Linked DNA regions of Gossypium arboreum: region 2 is linked to region 1. The links are chromatin contacts, called in public Hi-C maps. All regions are on one chromosome and are shown on one strand. Each heading gives the region's core, a stretch centred on a gene start, on an enhancer-like site or on the middle of the called end of the contact. The rest is flanking DNA. Distances are from core to core; before and after follow the strand shown. Region 1 holds the start of LOC108453192 (splicing factor U2af large subunit B-like). Region 2 holds the start of LOC108450685 (thioredoxin-like 3-2, chloroplastic).

Region 1 (2,700 bases), core at 167-2,666:
TCCTTATCTCTATCCCTATCCCTGTGGCGATCACGGTCCTTGTCCCTTTCCTTGTCACGCCCTTTCTCTCTCTCCTTTTCCCTGCTTTTAGAAGACTCTCTCTCATAATCCTGAGACCCATACAAGAAATAGTTAAGGTTGCATTTATCTTATATCACTAAGAGACCAAATGTGGAGAGTTGCATGTAATCCATAACACTAAAATCCAAAATGTAGAACAGGCATAAAATTCACATCAAGAAAACTATTTTCCAAGAAAAACCCTAGCCTAGAACAAATCTAAGCAGTAAAATTTATTGAAAAGACAACCTGTCAACTAGCCAAATTCAATGAGAAAAATAGAACTGAACATCTGTATATGTAAATACTCAATATCTAAAATAAGAACAAACGTCAGCAAAACATAGTAGATGGAGATATAAACATACAGGATTGCCTGACCCAAAAAACCCGGTTCTAATTCCTCCTATCCCCCCAGTCATACAGGATAAAAACAGGAACGATAAAACTGAAGCATAATATGTAATTTGAATTCTGAGAAGCTCATGCTGTTTTAAAAAACTGATTTGTAAAAAAAAAGGAAAGAAAGAAAAGAAAACACTAGATTTTACAATATATGCATCATTTTCTAATGCTTATGCTTGAAGTTAGAACAAAACTAAGTACTAGAAGAAATTCAAAATGCTATCTGTCAAACTAGCCAAATTTCCGGATAAACAAATAAACCTAATTCGAAGAAAAAATAGAGCCTTGGAAAAACTCCCATTAAAATTTAGGGCTCCAATTGCTAGCTAGCATTTTTTCTATATTCTATTTACTCCTTAAGAGGTTTGCTGAAAAGGAAAGACAAATGACGCAAAGTATAATCAAGATAGATTATTAAAACACTAATGATGAAGTAATAGTTCAATCTAAAAATAAAATCACGTTACATATTGCACATTTGATATTTTTAGCTTATCCGTTCATGATTTCCCATTGTGATTTCCCCAAAGCTAACAAACAATAAATTCAAGGTTTTACGTGGTAAAAAATCCAACAAAACCACACAAATTCCTTAGAAGTTCCTTCAAACAAGAACTTGAAGAAACAATTAAAAATCTTAACAGACGAAATAAAGCTGAATTTGTCGAGATCTAACCTGATATTTAGAATCGTTTTGATCGTCGGAACGAGACTTAGGAGAAGAACCTCCGCCATAACTGTTTTCGAGGTTATCTCCGTTTCCTTGATACCGTGGTTCTTCGTAATCAGTCATTTTTTCTCAAGCTTTGGCCGGAAATTTGGTAACTTGAAATTCCCAATAGCAAATTCCCAAATCCCAAACTCGATTTGTCGGCTGCAAGAAGAAGAATAAGCTAGCAAGTAAACAAATTAGGGATTTTCTTCTCTCGTTTTTCCCTTGTATTTAAATTCTAAAATTGGGGATTATAAGTTGGGTCTAATAAATACCTTAGTCTTAGTCTGGCCCATGTAAGAATGGGAGTAGGGCTTGGGCTTTTCTTATCATCATTTTGGGCCTTTATAGAAAAATTAAAACTCTTAACTTAGTAAGGTATTATTAATTATTTTTAAGTCAAATTATAAATAATTATATTAATAGGTAGTTCTTGTATCAAATAATTATTTATATTATAATTAATAGACACTGAAAATAATGCAAGAATACTAAATAGATGTGGTTTTATAAATTTTAAAATACTAACTAAACGAGTCAATTTTATTTTTGTATAATATAAAATGCATATTTTCTTTTAAATTGTGAATATAACTTAAATATTAATACGTTTTAGTTGCTAAAGAGTAGTTGAATGAAAATTTACTTATTAGGATACTAATCACATCCTTTTGTAATTACAAAAAAAAAAAAAGATTTCTTCAACATGTTTGATTTACAAAGTATTATTAATAATTTTTATATTATATTTAATAGTATGTATTGTAATTACAAAATTATATTATTTTAAATTTTAAATAATATATTGATTAATATAAAAAATCATCAATAATACTTGATAGAAATTTTCTAGACAAGTAACAAAATTTAAAATCAAATTATTGTATGTAACATGTTAATCCAATAAAGTATCAACAATATAATTACCAATAAAATTAATAAGAAAAATAAATATAATGTACAATTTTATCTAATTACAATAGCATCTCATATTTGTTCAACTATTCTCTTTCTAATACTTAACATATGCTATTTGTCATCATTTTTATCCTTGGATAAGTAATTAATAATAAATTTTATATAATTTGGTTAAAATTAAAACATATAATTTATAATAAATACTATGTAATTTAATTAAATATTTAATAGGCTAAAATGTATAGAAAATTATCTATCACCAATAAAAATTTAGATCATTTAAATAAGATAAGATAAGTAATATATAATTATATTTTGAAAACAAAAATATATATCTAAAATTAAAATATTATTATTAAAAATAACTTCTTAAACTTAAATCACATATGGGTATATTTGAAAATTCATAGGGTAATTGGATTTAACTTTAATTATCTACCTAATTACTTTAATAAAAATTTGTTACACTCAATTTAACAAGGTTCACTAATTATAATGATTATCTAAATATTTTATATATAAAATTACAAGCAATTACATTCAAAACAAATTATAACCGATTTTCAAAGTATTCAAATAAAATATATAATTTTAATACCTATTGA
Region 2 (2,700 bases), core at 156-2,655, 280 kb after region 1:
TCTTCTCATTCACAATCACCTCTTTGTTAACTCCTAACATTATTCTCTTCTTTACGTGATATATGCTATTTAGTATGTTTTTCCTTTTGAATTCATATGGCATACAAAGGTTGAGTTGTGCATTTTTTCCCCCTTTACTCAAAAAATGCAAATTAGACCCTAAATTCATATGGTGCATTTTCTCTATAATCTAATGTATAAGGACTAATTTGCTCATTTTTTCAGTAGAGGAAACAAACTACAAAACTTAGATTTAGGTTGGGAGAGACTGATGAACTTGGTCTCAAAGCTTCAGGTCTTTTCTCTTTCAAATGCTTACATGTTCATACTACCTATATTACTTGGGCTCAAGTATGAAACTGTGAATACAGGTACGTGTCTGACACGGGTATGCTCTATTATTTTCCTCAGATTTTCATATATTTAGAGAATCATTGAAGGATCATATTCCCGTATTTGTGTACAGATATGCATCTAATGTTGGACATGGTTTCTTGAAGAACGGAAGCAACTTAGATTTGAGGTATATCTCATCACTTGCTTCCTGGTGATTGAAGACATCGATGCAAATTTCAGTGTATTAGTACTATTTATTTGAGTTCCGTATTGGATCTAACATGAAAGTTTGCTTCGTCTTGAAGGTTTTGCGCCATGAAAATGTCAACTGGTCTTCTGCTGGCTTCAGCAGGGGGTTGAATGTCTTTGTAACAAGTTGGTCGAATTTTTGGATTGTGAAAGCAACATGGAGGATGATCTTATATTGTTAACTCTTCACATCGGTTTATGATTCGAAGATTGTTCTTTTCAGAACTGTCCAAGGTCCATAACAATCACCATCCACCTTCAAAAGACCATGCCAGTGCCAAGCAAGTCTTTTTCGAACATTAAAGAGCTATTTTATTCGGGCTCAAATGTAATTGTCGGATATGAATACATGCCCAATCAAGAAAAAAGGTGGAAGAAAGTCCATTTCAAACACATTGTATTGCAGATTTTGAAACTGAATTGCTAATGTGATTGAATTTCAGATGTCTATTCTGGGTTCTTATTCCATACACACAATTTTGCTAGCAATTTCAGTCTCTGTTTAATTGTTAATTTCTTGTAAGCTTATGCCTAAATTAGTCTCCAAAAAGTAGTTGACATGGTTGGAGGTTTTAAGAACATACGAAACCATAACATACATCTACATCTCCAGACTGAAATGCCCAGTCTCGGATGTGGATTTGTTATATGTACTATATCAATATATTCAAGTTTGGGGTTTTTTCTTCATTTATTTGAAGAATATTGAAGAATATATTTATACGGATAAAAACAGCTGCTCTCCAACAGAAACAGACAAAAGAAAAGCCCAATCTGACAGCAGGAAAACAGTGCAATTCAATGTTGATTAATGTCTGCCCAATCTAACATAGGACCCCACGACCTCTAAAGCCTGTTTAAAATATCATTTCCTGAAAAATCCTGAAACAGGGTTTTAAATTTTATAGATTCACAAATAAAACAAACAATTCCTTTCTTGCAATGACTTCTCAATCATTCACCTTAAGCTTCTCTCCATCTCTTAAGACTCTGATAAATTCCAATTTTTCAGGAGACTGTTTACCTTGTTTCTCAGTATCCTTCTCGAAAAAAACCCCTTGTTCAAGCTTTGGGTTTTGTTTGAAGAGAAAAATATTGGGTTTTAATGAGAAAATTAATGGGTTTGGAGGGAACTTTGGGATCTTTAGTGCTTGGAGAGAAGAGGGGCAATTGGAGGAGTTGGATGATGCGCCATTGACAGTTGAATTACAGCAAATTTGCAGTGAGAGTCAGTTCGATAGAGTCATTGCAGAAGCTCAACAACTTGAGGAGTCTTTGATTATACTGTGGTATGTATATTTCTGGGTTGTTTATAATATGGTTTCTTGGGTTTGTTTTGATTTGGTACGAATTTGTCTACTTTTTGTTGTTTGTTGAATCGGAGAAAGTCAAATTTTCCCAGGAAAATGTCGATGCTTGAAAGTTTTTGTTGAGAATCTGATTTATTCATTAAATCAATTCTTATTCCCATTTAATGTGAGTATTTAGATAAATCTTTTCCCAACCCTTAAACTTCATCCGCCATATTTAAACTTATGGTATCTCCAGTTCCAAACATGGATTTTTCCCATTTAATGAGATTGATCAACATTATGTGGTTTGTTTACAAAGAACGTGAAGGGGAAATAACTAGATTGCTCCCACCCTTCATTCTTGAATTGCCCTGTGATCCTTAAAATACATAGAAGTACATTAAAAAGTTGAATATAGATGCATGCATACCTTTGTACAACTACACATACCCTTATTGGACACTTGCACTCCAATCCGTGTAATATAAAAAATAGATTAAAGTTGGAGATATTCTGCCATTCCTGTCCTGGTAACGTGGCTTAATGTAGATGAGACTGAAAAACAAGTAGAGCTTTTTGGTTGTTTGCTATTGATTCAAGTTGGCTGGAAAATTTTATTGCTATATTCAACCTTAAATTCTCATCTATGATGTTACTTACACCTAGATGAAGAATACGTTAACTTGGACTCAGTGTGAACGTTAGATACAGGTATATGTTCAACTTTCTTTATGCTTCAAGTTTTTTCCATGTATTTGAAGGATCCTTGTTGGCTCATATTCCTTACCAATATCCATAGGTGTCAAATATGGGTGTTCAAAAC

Evidence for each region. Hi-C and Micro-C count contacts between places; a contact is called where the count stands out from the background.
Region 2: a Hi-C map of leaf shows a contact between it and region 1, with 4 times the contacts expected there. The contact joins the promoter of LOC108450685 here to the promoter of LOC108453192 in region 1. A contact is called at or near these places in 2 of 5 Hi-C or Micro-C datasets (both in leaf).

What each region holds. Positions count from the first base shown.
Region 1 is chr5:35,441,425-35,444,124 of ASM2569848v2, forward strand. It overlaps LOC108453192 (splicing factor U2af large subunit B-like), which reads right to left and starts at 1,417. Exons shown (of 13, transcript XM_017751153.2): 1 at 1,142-1,417; 2 at 1-110. The coding sequence starts at 1,258.
Region 2 is chr5:35,724,212-35,726,911 of ASM2569848v2, forward strand. It overlaps LOC108450685 (thioredoxin-like 3-2, chloroplastic), which reads left to right and starts at 1,406. Exons shown (of 5, transcript XM_053027930.1): 1 at 1,406-1,874. The coding sequence starts at 1,528. It overlaps LOC108452815 (putative disease resistance protein At3g14460), which reads left to right. Exons shown (of 6, transcript XM_053027540.1): 6 at 1-18.